Linked DNA regions of Muntiacus reevesi: region 1 is linked to region 2. The links are chromatin contacts, called in public Hi-C maps. All regions are on one chromosome and are shown on one strand. The core of a region is the stretch at or near the end of the contact, and the rest is flanking DNA. Distances in the headings are between cores, read along the strand shown. Region 1 holds the start of LOC136158319 (large ribosomal subunit protein uL22-like). Region 2 holds the start of LOC136156215 (mitochondrial ornithine transporter 2).

Region 1 (6,776 bases), core at 776-3,275, 240 kb after region 2:
TGAATGTAGACTTTAAGATTCATAGATTAAAAGACTTGATAACAAGATGTCAATTCTTCCTAGATTGATTTATATAGTCAGTAGAATAAAAATCTCAACAGGTTTCTTTTTTTAAGTTGACAAGGTGATTCTAAAATTTATATGAAAGAAGAGCTTGTACATTCTTGGGAAAGCAGCAAAAGATAGGAGATTAATAATACATTTTATAAAACCATAATAATCAAGACTATATGGTACTGGCATTGGAATAGACAAAATGATCAACCAGGAGGAGAGCACAGTTCAGAAAACAGACCTAGGCGTAAAGGGCACTTGATATATATAACACACTGAGCATGTCAGATATCCCAATTAATGGGACAGCAACTAAGGGTCCATATAAAAATTGTACCCATATGCAAATAAATCAACACAAATCAATTAAAAACCTTAATGTAAAAGAAAAAACTACAGGATTAATTATCTTGACGACTAAAGGATTTCTTAAACAAGACACAGCATACATTACTCATAAAGGAAAAGACCGGTAAATCTAAGCACTTCATATAAAGAACTTTCATTAACACACTGTTCAAAAAAAGAAGAGAAAAGCCACAAAGTCAGAGAAGATGTTTGTGACAAAGGACCAATAGGCTATATGAAGAATTTCCTTTGTTTTGGAACAGCATTATTTTGCAACCCTAATGAACAAAGAGATCTATATACTAAGAATCAGCAGCCACTAACATCACAGAAGGGAGTCACAGATTATGTGCCTTCTGAAGAGGAACCTAATATCTATTACAAAGAAGTTTTGGTGAAAGACAAACAAATGGAGTCTGGTTCTGACTAAGCTTCTAGATCCAATTGCCAATTTACCTTATAATAATTCATTAAGTTGCACATCTGTTTTATGCAGTTTTCTATATTTTTGTTATACTTAATAATAAAAAATTAAAATATGAAAAGAAGATCTAAAAATTAGATAATGATAATTTGGTGGAGAGGAAAGGGTAGTAATATAACTATTAAATTCTCATTTTCCTAATAGGGAGGCAACAGATAAAATTTTCGATTTACTGAACAACAGAGGCAAAAGCACAGTATTTAAATAGGTATTACTATACAATACAGAAGATTGTCAATGAGAACGATAAAATTTTTTTTAAAAAGAGGGGTTTAATATTCAGGTAAGAAATAAAGTATGACCCAAGGTTATAGTAGGGATGGAGGCAGAGATAAGATGAATTTGAGAATTACCTAATAAAAAGAATCAAATAGGCTTGATGTAACCAAATACTGAACTCTGGTTAGATATGTGCTTCAAAGTGTTATGACTTAGCAATTCTGAAGGCACTTAATGTGTACTGTAAGAATGAGCAAACACTAAAAACATTACTAAATAGGTTGTGGCTAACAAGAGCCAGCTAAAAGCATCTATGCTGTGAGCAGTCAGGGTGGTGGTTACTCTGAGTCAAGGAGGGAGGAGTAAGGTATCATTTGTAGCTAGAAATGGGTAAGGTGAGCTTCCCAGGTCTTAGTAATGTTTTGTTTCTTGACCATGCATCAATTACACAGATTAAAATTTCATTTTTAATTTTGTGAAAATTCATTAACCCATACATGTATGATCTATACACTTCAAGCTAGAGAAAAAGAGAGACACATACACTTCTGATAACAATATAAACATATGTATGCAGTATAAGCAAAGACTAAAGACGACTGTAGACAAATTTAAATGATTCAATTTGTTAATGTACTGAGATAATGTAAATGTCTAAATTTTTAAAACTGTCATCCACCAGGGAACTATGAAAAACGCTAGATAAGCATGGGTCTGGACACCACCTAAAACATTTTCACATCCTTGGATAGCTGGCCCTGGTTTGGCTTTGACACTGGACTGGGAGAGGTAGAGATCCACTGACAACCAATAGGAAAGATACAGTCAAAATATAAAACCCGGATTTCGAGCTCTCATGAATTCTCCCATGAGCCACCGCTCTTCCTTTTCCGGTAAGCGGCCAGAGCTGACCCTTAAAAATGGTGCGCTATTCACTCGACCCAGAAAACCCCACAAAATCATGCAAATCAAGAGGTTCAAATCTTCGTGTTCACTTTAAGAACACTCGTGAGACTGCCCAGGCCATAAAGGGTATGCATATCCGAAAAGCCACCAAGTATCTGAAGGATGTCACTTTAAAGAAGCAATGTGTGCCATTCTGTCGTTACAATGGTGGAGTTGGTAGGTGTGCACAGGCCAAACAGTGGGGCTGGACGCAGGGTCGGTGGCCCAAAAAGAGTGCTGAATTTTTACTACACATGCTCAAAAATGCAGAGAGTAATGCTGAACTTAAGGGCTTAGATGTAGATTCTCTGGTCATTGAGCACATCCAAGTGAACAAAGCCCCCAAGATGCGGCGCAGGACTTACAGAGCTCACGGTCGGATCAACCCCTACATGAGCTCTCCCTGCCACATTGAGATGATCCTTACTGAAAAAGAACAGATTGTTCCTAAACCAGAAGAGGAGGTTGCACAGAAGAAAAAGATATCCCAGAAGAAACTGAAGAAACAAAAACTTATGGCCCGGGAATAAATGCCGCAGAAAATAAATGCAAATAAAAGTAAAAAAAAAAAAAAAAAAAAAAAAAAAATATAAAACCCATAGAATACTCCAATTAGTTGACTTCTCAGCACTGTTATAGGAAAGATGCATTAATTCAGGATACAAGTATGACAGTATCATACAACCTTCTCAATGATTCCAGCCCCTATTTTTGCCACATCAAGGATGGTAAACCCAGAACAAAGTCCTCATGTCTCAAACGAAAAATGATATCAAAAGCTAATTTCAATTTAGAGAATTATGTAAAATTCATGTGGGACAAACACAAAAACGGATACAGACAGCACTTTAGCAGAGGGAAAAGGAGGAGAATCTTATTTGCAAATGGATGTGCTTTTCTGCTGACAACAGCAGAAGAGACACCCTTTATCACTCAGGAGACTCCGATAGAAAGTGTGTTAGTGCCAGGGTCTGTGTTTTGAGCTGCTGCAACCTTGACCTCTAGAAGATTCTTAGCACTTTTGCTAATGGGTACTACAGCTTCCAAACCAGGCGCTCAGCCAACCTAGTCTCCAAGGACCAGACTTTATGAGCGCCCTGCCAGCCCTGCCAAGAAGTCAGCTCCTGAAACGTCCCTTCTGTAACCTGTGCTCTTGCCCAAAGCAAGGGAACAGACTGCCTGCTGTGGCTGCTGAAAGTCAGAGTCACTGACCCATTTCCAAAAGGGGAAAAAGAGCATCAGGAGTCAAGAGCTTTCATCTCATCATCTGCATCTAGGCCCATCTCTGGGGTTATCTCTGACAAGGTCATGGGGATGCTATAATCCTGAAACTGTAGAAGAATTTTCACATGTGCCCATCCCCCACACAATAGTATTTTTTCCTTTCTGTAGAGCAGTCTATGAAGTCAGTTCAGTTAAGTCACTCAGTCGTGTCTGACTCTTTGTGACCCCATGAATCGCAGCACGCCAGGCCTCCCTGTCCATCACCAACCCCTGGAGTCTACCCAATCCCATGCCCATCGAGTCAGTGATGCCATCCAGACATCTCATCCTCTGTCGTCCCCTTCTCCTCCTACCCCCAATCCTTCCCAGCATTCCTAACTAATTAAATCTAATCAGGGAGAAAGATTGCAATGAAGTAAAAAGGAAGTGTCTGGGAGATAAAGTGATCTGGAATTACTGTAGGGATGCAGCTATTATAGAGCAGGTATATTTGGTAAATTTGGTGTTCCAAAGCTTAAAACCTCTCCTTTAATTCCCCAGAAAGAGCATGGTCCACTTTGACCATGTTCTCTGTTGAGAGCAACCTGTGAACGTTTCTGAAGACTCTGGGTAGGTAACAGACTATCATGTCAGGAGTCACAAGCCATTGTCCTAGTAAAAGCCTCTGCCCCTCTCCCTCCGCAGGCTGCAGAGCGCTGCACCTTCACTTCCTCTCCCAGCACCTCTCGGGAAATCCAAAAGATGGGAGGCTCTGCTGTGTGAAGAAGACACACTTGGCTCTGAATCTCCTCAGTCCCAATCTGAGAGATCCTCCCTCACTCCTTAAGAAATTAAGTCTATACACACACTGCAAGATGAGAAAATAGACAAAGCAAGCTAGAGAGGAAACCTATAGAGACATCAATCAATTGCAATGTAGATTTTGTCTGGCTCTAATTCAGGTGAACAAACTTAAAAAAACACTACTTTAAGAACACTGAGTGGATATGTGTTTATTAATTAAAGAAATTTTCAGATATGAAAATATGATTCTCTTTCTTTAAAAGTCCTTATTTTTTGATACACATTCTCAACTCAGGATATTAAATGATATGACTAATGAGAATATGCTTTAGAATAACTGGAGTGGTGAGGAGGAGGATGAAGGAGGTACATGAAACAAGACTAACCATGAGTTAAGTTTTTAAACTGGGTGATGGAGATAGGTATTCATACTATTCTCCTCATATATGTATGTGTGTACACATGTGTACATATGTATTATATACGTGTGGGGAGAGGGGTTACATTTTCAAAAATAAATGTGTTTTTTTTAAAGTCAGACTGTTTCTCTAGAGTCACCTGAGAATCTGATTCTCCTCAGACAAGTGAGTGAAAAGGGTATCTTTTCTTCTTAGCTGATTCTTTAATTGAGGATACCCAGCCTAAACATCTTTGCAGTAAAACCACTGAAACCCAGGCTTAAGATTCTTGATAAGGCAAAGGGGATGTACTGCCTGCCATCTCAAAACCAGCACCCTGCCATGGCTAGTTGGTGTCCAGCAGCCAGGCATCACTCTGTTCTTTGCTCGGCTGGCAGGGACTTGCAGCATCTATTGCTCAGCATGCAGGCAGCCTGCAGCAAGGTTAAGTCCCTGGTGAACAAGTGCTGAGTAAAGATCTGAAGCCCTGCCTCAGCCTGCCTCCCTCCCTCCCTCCCCCAGCCAGGCTCCTCCCTTGCAGAATTCTTTTTTTTCTGCGTCACAAACACAAAATGGAGTTAGCTGGGAGCAAAAACAATCTGTCTAAAATGGCTGAATGCAGCAGGGAGTGCCAGGCAATAAAGCGAAGGGAAAGGGCACCCCCTGCTGTCCAATACAGGGACCCTATTTTCCTTTTATCACTATTTTTGCATATGTCAAAACAATCAGTCCTACAGAGTCCAAGCTAATTTTGTCATGAATCTTGATATCTATATTGAATTCTAAATTTTGGAGAGTAGAAATTGAGGTTAAGAAAGGAAAATAATTCTCAGTTTCTAAAGACAGAGCAGAGTCAAGGCACAAGGTCAGCAGCCCAAGTCCCAGTTGTTATTTGGTTATGATTAGTAATGGTTCCTAAGAGCCCTCAGAACAGAAGGGAGGTCCGTCTCCACGCAGTATTCCCCAACTTCAGGATGAGCTAATGGCACCCGGAGTCCAACTATAGACATCACTTCCCCAGGAATTCCTGCTGTGGGCTTCTCCAATGAAGACCACAAACAGGAAACGGAGGAGTGGTGAGCTGCCTGACATCCTGGCAACTAAGTTCCTAAGAGTCACAGGTGGGAGTGACTAAGTAGGGTAGGACAAAGGATTAGGGGGAAATACTGCTGAGAACAGGACTGGCTCTAAAGCCAGTTACACCTGAAGGGATGAAAGATTCAGGCTGAAGTATAATACAACTCCACCTATCTTTAATTCTCTTTCACTGACTCAGGACCACACACTACATGCTCTGCCCAGGATGAAGCCTGAGGCATTTGTCCCTGTTCTACAGGGAACACCCTCCATAATCTTATGCTACAGCTCCTTTGAGTAAACTGAATACTTTATGACTAAAAGACAGCACATGAGAAAGATGGAAAAAGCAGAAGTATGTTGAGAAATCTATGGATCCAAGGCACCAATGGTTTTCACTACTTAAATGAGGCAGCACAAACAAGTGAGTTCATCCAATGTCCATAAAGTGAGATAAGAGCAATACATACAACACATGTGAGCACAGACTCATAACAGGAAGGTTTAAAAAAAAAATGGACTCTGGTCCCACTGCAGTTCTCTCTAAAAAATAATTGGGTCTTTATAGAAGAGGCGTAGGTCTCTTCAGCATATGTCTCTTTAGCTCTACAAGAATGCTTTGATTCTGGGAAGAGGACAGAGCACGAGAAGCCTATCATGTGCTAATGTAAGCTGCCCATGGGCAGGATTTCTACTTTATATTCCCCTTTGCTGTGATATGAGGGAAATTGAGCACCTTCAAAGTCACTCATAGGTATACACCACTGTGGGGAGGATAGTGGGGAGACAGATAAACAGCATGCCAGTTGAACAGCTGTTTATCCCTGCCCAAAGGTAACCAGATTTCTATCACTGACCTCTTAGCCAAAACAAATACCCATCTGCTAAATCACACAGAACTGGACAGTCATAGATGTGCAAGCTATAAAGAAGAATGGAGCAAACTCGCAGAAATGGATAAACCTGAAGGTCAAGAACAAGGCCAGACAGAATTCCATATCGATAAGAATCCAGTGCTGAGAGTTAGCAAGAAGTGGGCACACAGAAGTGTGAAAGGGTGGCAGAAAAGCAGCGTTCAGAATCTGGGCACTTTACAAGCAAGCTGCTCATTCAGACAATGATACAGTCATTCAGCTTCTCACAGACACTTTCCCAGCACACCCAGGACAGTGACTCAGTAAGGGAGTGCTAACAACCAGACCAGCTTCAGAGATGTGGGTGGGTAGGGGCTAGAAGGATGGGCA
Region 2 (7,119 bases), core at 3,070-5,569:
CCCCCAGGGCCCCCGCGGTGAGGTCGATGGCAGCCTGGATAGCAGGACTGGACTTCATGTTCGCCCACCCGCCGGTCTCCGCGGAAGGCCACTCTCTGGAGTTTAAGACGGACGTCCTGTATCCCACCCCCTACTCTTGGCTGTCTCTCCCAGGCGGGAGTAGCCGCCTAACCCCAGATTAGGCCTGGGGCCGCCCTTCCCCGCGCACGGTGACCCCGCGCACGGTGACCCAGCGCGCGCCTCTCCTCTTGACCGCCGCTTCCAGACCCCTGACGCGGCCCGACGCGGCGGTCTGCTAACTCCACTCAGCCAGGCCGTCCCAGCGCCCGCGGGGTCGAGGATGGACTAGATAAACACTTCAGATGAATCATAATACAGCAGTTGAAAGCTATTCGATAAATTCCTGAGATTAGGGGCAGAAACTCTAGGCGCTGCGGCAGCGAAGGAAGAAAAGCCTTCCTATTCGGCTAGACCCCCTCCCTACCCCGCCAGGCATTTTCTACTCGGCCAAACAAAATGGGAGGTGCTCCCAGTTGTTCGCGCCCGGAGTCAAAGGGTCAATCTTCAGAGACAAAGGTTTATAAGAGAAAACAAACAAACACGGGTTGGGGGGCGGGGGTTTTACCTGACGGATCAGAAAACCCTCAATCGCCTCGGGAGAGGAACGGCGGCTCCGCAAAGGTGGCGACGGCCGCGCCTCTCTCCTGACGTGGCGCTTCGCTCGCCGGGGGACGGGAAGGGAGGCCTAAGGCGGACAGAAACCTTATTTCGTGGCAACATCGCCGAGGCTCTGGACCTGGATCCCTGCGAGCTAGTGGACGCAGAGCCCTTATTATTTCTTGAGGTAGGATACGGCCTTGTACAATCGGCTTGGAAAAGAGATATTTATATATAGCTAAGAAAGTTGATAGAAAAGAGTTGTGTGGTTCTGGTGCTTCCGGGCTCTCGTTGAGGAGCCATGCAGCTTTGTGCAACAGAAGTTCTGGGTGTAATTGACCACAGACCTAGGAGGCAAGATGTGGTTTGGGCCATCAGTGAGGGTACCGCTGCCAGGACACTTTTTCCTCCCAGATGCTTATAATACCAGCGTTGGAACCAATGCTCTTAAAGTTTACGTTCTAAGCCCTTGGCGGTATTTTACTTTGGGGGTTAAAAACAAAATGGGGAGAGGGCAGAAAGTGTGCTTAGATGATTCACTTTGAAAGCTTTCTTTGATCCTTTGGCTATCAGCTAATATTTTAAAGTGAGGCATCTAAAAGCAGATGGTGCATGGTTAGTGTTTGTCATCAGATAGACTTCATTGCTGTAGAAAATAGTGACCTGGTCTTTCCTTTAGAGTGCCCAAGTGCACCTGATTTCTTTTCCCCGATACCACATGATTTCTTCAGAGAATAATCTTCCCAGTCTTCCAATAAGTCTGTTTGTCCGTGCTTGGGGATGGGGGAGGGGGCAGTGTACGCCTTGAGTACTGATGTAAAAGAGACCAAATGGGAGAAGAGGGATGACATTCTGCAATCAGAAAAGACTTTCACACAATTCCCTTGTTTAAATGCTGTAGAACCCAGCCTTCATCTGGGCCTTCTTTAGTTCAGTTTACCCATAAAATAAACTTTCCTTCTGTGGGATAGGTAAGGAAGTCATCTGGCTTCCTCCAGTGAGATAGGGTTCCTGGATGTCCAACCACTCTGAACACAGACTTTTATTATTTGGCTGCATTGCTGGACCTGTGGGATCTTAGTTCCCCCACCAGGGATCTAATCTGTGCCCTCCGCAGTGGAAGCTGGAATCCTAACCACTGGGACCTCCAGAGAAGTCCCTGAACTTGGACTTGCACACCTTCCCTTTTCCTTGGAAAGGGCCTGCACAAACGGCCAGCCTCACAGTGTCTATGTCAAGTGGGTTTGTTTCTCCTTGGTATACCTCCTTGTAGACATTTAGCATGAAACTTTCTGCCACCTCTGAATTAATAATTTCACCTGCTTTGGCCTTATCAAAACAGACTGACATCATTGTCATTGACATCTCATCCCCTGCTGTCTCACCCACTATTCTTTCCCTTAGGGGCTACTGTATCAGCAGGCTTTCTGGGAGAGAAAAGAGATTCAGAACAATGTGCCATTTTAAACTAGAAAAAAAAATTTTTTAGTCCTATCGTATTTGTTTTTTAAAAATGTCTTGGCTTTTAAAACTGTCCATTAATGACATATGGTTCATTGTTTTTTATTTTTAAATATTTTAAAATTTTGCTTATTTTTAAAGCACATACTGAGTTTTTACAAACACAAGAGATAAAGGTTACTACAGTAAATCATTAACTGCTTCTGCATTAAGTTCATATATGTGTGTGTTTTGGAAAAACCAAATTAGTAATCAGTGCCAGGGATCATGTGGGCATTAATAGAGAAATGGTCTGTAACTTCATTGAACAGTCAGACACAGTTGTACAAATAGTATAGCCAGAGCTCAAGATCCATAAAATATACTTAACAGCTGGACTTGGACCTTTACTGTATATACTGTTTACAGAATATACTGTAATACTGCCCAAGACAAAAGGCAGTCTTAACCATCTGAAACCATTTTTTCCTGATTCTAACTTAATCAAAATTATGATGCTTCTGTTTTAAATTTAAGCACACGTACTCCCAAACACACATGGAAAATAATGGCAATGAAATTTCCAGATTTTCAGTGAAGATCATCACTCTTAAGATGCATATCCACATCACATATTCCCTAGATATCTGAGTAGCCAGGTAGGTTTACCAGAGAAAGTAAAGTCTGAGCTGAGGGCTGAGTAACAAAAAGCTAGCCCTGAGATTATCTAGACTGTCCCAGAAAAAGGGAAATATAAGTGTAATAAAAGTAAAGCTCTGTAGTGTGAAAGAGCTGGGCATCTGTAATACAGAAAGGCCAACATCTATAGTTCCTGTGCAGTGAGCAGTTTTCCTAGTCTGTGTTTTTACACAGAATTCTTACTGGATACTGAGAGATAAAAAGCAGAGTTCAAGACACAGTCCTTCAGAGACTTGATTTGTCACAATTTGTCTCAATTTTTCATCTCAAACATTTGATCAAATGTCTAGGCTTTATGACATTTAGAACTGAACATAAAGACTCCATGTACCTAATCTATAAATACAATGAAAAATGGAGGCCACAGTGATATGCTTATTGCAGCATTCTGTGTAATAGCAAATTTAAAACAGAACCTAAGTGACTAGCAATAGGGGAGTGAGTAAAATTTGTAAAATTTCTGCATTGCTTACAATTTTCAGTTAGTCTTTTATCTGTATTTTAAACTTTTTTTAAAAATTCAATTTCTGTTCACTCAGAGAAATATTGAAAACTGTAGCCCAACTATATATCACACTCATCAGACAAAGGAGCTGTGAGAAGTCTTTTTTAGAAACTCTGGGTTTACATGAAGGGAAATGGATCTTAAGTTTTTCTCTTTTGAAGTTTATGTAACAGACAATTACTCTTCATTATGGAGGCTTTATATTTCTGCAAAACCATAAATAAATCTAAAAAAAAAAAAAACAAAGCTACAGTAAACTCAGTATGCTTATGCTGAGATGTACATATTGGAAACAAATGTTTCTGCTGTAGTTTAAGCTTTGATTTAGAATGATTCTTTAATTTGGAATCAATCAACATTTAAAAGCTTCTTCATACACTTTTCTACCATTTTGATCACTCTTTCATTCAAGTTTGTAATCCCTGCCTAGAAAATAGGCAATAATTTGCTTCTATTCAAGGAATTGTTCTCATATCCTTTATATGTATTAACTCAATAGCCAAAATCAAGGGTCCTGAGGTAGATGATATTATCATCTCCACTTTAGAGATGAGGAAATTGAGGCAAACAGATTAATTTACTTGCCCAAGACCACTCAACCCAGGCACTACAACGCCTGGCCTTGTGATCTTAACGGCTTTACTCTTCTATACAGTGACTAACAAGGCAAAATGCCTAATCTCAGTGAATTAACAGCTTAGTAAGGAAATGAGCAACAGGTAACTTAGACTCTGGTATGACAGGTGCATAAGAGTACTTATCCCAGTAGAATATCTCTTCTATTACAGAGATCCTATTACAGAATATCTCTAATATTACAGAGGAAGAGGAGTAATTAAACTCCTTGAAAAAAGAAATGTAAATAAGCTCAGGACTGAAAACAGTGGGAGAATGGGAGATTAGGCTGGAAAAAACATTTGGATAGTTTAGGAAAGCTCTTTATTTCCTAACCTCCAAATGGAGCAGATGGATTGAAAACATAATGTAAAGGTGATACTTCCCGATTTCTTTGCCCTTGCTGTGTTCTCTTCTTAAAATCGAACATAATTGCTTCTTTTCCTACAAAACAGAATCCAAGTGGTCAATCTATTAAACCACACCAGGAAACCACTTCAGAAGAGGATAATATCCACTACCCCTAAAAGAGCAAGACACATTATAAAGTGAAACTTAACTTGCTTTTATTTATTGTTGAACGTTATGAAATGACTTGCAATGCAAAAATACGAAAAACTGCTTTGAATAGCTGGAAAATTAGCTATAGCATCAAAAAACATATGTAAACAAACTTTACTGCCTCCAGACTAGACTCTACTGATTTACCTCAGATGTCATCACAGAGTAGCAATGGAAGCTTCTAAATCGAGAAACAGCCACAAAGTCCTGCAATGAAGCTGTGATTAATAACTAAGTTGAACTTTTCACTCCTACAACTTCTCTACATTTATCTGTCTATACATTCCTATTTCCTACGGGATAAACACCTAGCAAAGTGGTTCCAAAAGACAAATGAGATAGAAATTCACAAGACAAATCCAACAGAAGACAGTGGAGGAAAATGTGAACTACTACAAAGTTTTACAAGTGATGAAAACAAAAAAATTTTCTCTTTCAATGCTGACCTCAGCATTGAATTTCACAGCAATGAAATTAACTATGAAACCACTCCTCACTTCTCTAGGAGTGATTCTAGCTCTTCTTGCAAAGAGCTGAGCTGCTCCTTTTCCCGGTCTTCCTTTTGTTTCAGTTCATCCAGTACAGCCTGAAATCTGTTCTTGAGAGCCAGGTTTTCCACTTTCATGATGAGATCCTCCTGTCGCTTTGCTCTGTCCTGGGTCTCCTGGAGCTTGCCTTTCATGTTATCAATCTGTTTCTGAATTCCCATAACCAGCTGATTGGTTCCCTCGTTTTCTTGGTGCTGTTCATCCGATTCATTTAGTTTGTCCTGTAGCTGCCTTTCCAGATCTTCTTCAGTGTCTATGATGTTTATATCTTCTTCATCTTGATGCTGTGTCTCATCTTCATCTTCACTGCTGCTGCTGAGGTCATTGAATATCTCCCGAAGCTCATCATGTTCTAAGGAGTCATGGCCCTGCCTGTGGCCAGACATTCCTGGGGAAGAGATATCAAGGCCTTGATTTTCTGTTTCTTTTGTCTCATCTTCAGCAATTATTTCCCAGCGGGTACTGACAGCTTCAGCATCTGTGCTCAGCAACCGCTTTACTTCTTTTTCCACATCTGGAGACTCAATATACTTCTTCTTTGCTGTCTTACGGAATCTTCTCTTTCTCACATTTTTCAGAGGCAGAGTAATTCCATGGTTCCATACAAATTTTTTCTCTTTGTCCTTATCCTTCTTTTTGCTTGCTTTGGGATCAGTAGCAGCAACTGGTTCCTCCACAGGAGGATAGAGATCACCGTCAACTGTAGAGACAAGCATCTGACAGACATCAGCTGTCTTGTAAAAGGTTTTTTTATCAATGGTTTTCAAACTCTCCATAACACACGGCAGGTCTACCAATTTTGCGGCCAAAGGGACTCGGTCCACTCTGACAATTCCATGACGCCCATCAGGGTGTAACTCAATTGACAGTCTGTCCTTCAAGTTGACATGGCCAGACTGTACTGCCCGCCTCACAGTAGAGGCATACTCCGGGGGTAGGCGTAAGATAAACTGGCTCTCTAGTTCATGAGGAGCATCATCTTTGCTCTTACTCATTTTTATTTCTTTGTAATTCAGTTTTTCTCTAATAACCACTTTTTGCACTGAAAAGTTCCAGGTACTTCACCAGAAAGACCAGTTCTTTACAAACTTGAATCCTTAATTACAAAGAGTTCTAGGTAGAACAGCAGCTAAGCATGTTTTTAATTAAGCCCCAAGTCTTTCTTAAAACGCCGTGACTGAACAACAGTTGTTACTGACGCATTGGCTTATTCAGTTATGTCCATTTAAATCTATTAGCGGTAACGCCAAGTTTCAACCTCTAGATGCCGCTGCAGAACAATGCAGAGAAAGCAAATGGCGGCTCCTGCGGAAACAGAAAGTAAGGTTCAGCAGATACGCCCAAACCACAAACTCTCCCGGAACAAAGAGATTCAAAATGCGGGGCGTAGTGAGCTCTCTTCCCCTCGGGTACTTACAATCCAGTGACGATTATAAGTTCAGTTTCTCCGGACAGGAACGAGCGGGAAAAGCCACTCAGAACAAGAACGCCGGGAGCCGAGCGTCTCTTTCTTAATTCCTTTGTTCTTCCCGGCACTTGGCAAAGCGATCCGCTATTGATTATCGGTGAAATGAGTCGGGACCGGCAACGTGAAATCTCGCACAGAGCCGCAGCTCCGAGCGCCAGACTTTGCAACTGCGCAGCTCGGCGTGCCTCCGTCCGGGGCTGCAGACACAGCGGAAAAGAAAGCGTTACGTCACTCCGCAGGACTGGAGGAGTCTGTGAGTGACAGCACGCCTTGGGCGGAAGTGCAGGGCATTTCACCGCGCGCAGGCGCAACGCGTGATTACGGCGTTCGGCGTGACTTGTTGTCTCGCGAGATTTTGGTTTTACGAGAAGATGGCGATCATGTTTCAAAAATAGCTATTACCTTGAAAGTGTTTAAAGAAAGCAATTCTAAGAAAGATGGTCTCGCCTGCCTCTACTAAGCCAGAGCTTTTACCAGCTCGCCGGAGGCCGGTTACTTCCTAGGCTTCCGTGGATTGCTGGAGATAGGGCGTCCGTGCGGAAATAGTGTTTGTTTTTGGAAACATCTCAGAGTCTCCCCAGACTATATTCTTAAATCTGGAGCCGATAAAACAATTCATAACTAAC

What was found. Hi-C and Micro-C count contacts between places; a contact is called where the count stands out from the background.
Region 1: a Hi-C map of muscle shows a contact between it and region 2, with 2.3 times the contacts expected there. The contact joins the promoter of LOC136158319 here to the promoter of LOC136156215 in region 2. A contact is called at or near these places in 2 of 3 Hi-C or Micro-C datasets (blood and muscle).

What each region holds. Positions count from the first base shown.
Region 1 is chr1:230,442,414-230,449,189 of mMunRee1.1, forward strand. LOC136158319 (large ribosomal subunit protein uL22-like) reads left to right here and starts at 2,026. Exons shown (of 1, transcript XM_065920120.1): 1 at 2,026-2,580. The coding sequence starts at 2,026. The coding sequence ends at 2,580.
Region 2 is chr1:230,201,010-230,208,128 of mMunRee1.1, forward strand. LOC136156215 (mitochondrial ornithine transporter 2) reads right to left here and starts at 4,320. Exons shown (of 2, transcript XM_065918738.1): 1 at 626-4,320; 2 at 1-95. The coding sequence starts at 58. TAF7 (TATA-box binding protein associated factor 7) reads right to left here and starts at 6,743. Exons shown (of 2, transcript XM_065918737.1): 1 at 6,443-6,743; 2 at 4,458-6,330. The coding sequence starts at 6,020. The coding sequence ends at 4,971.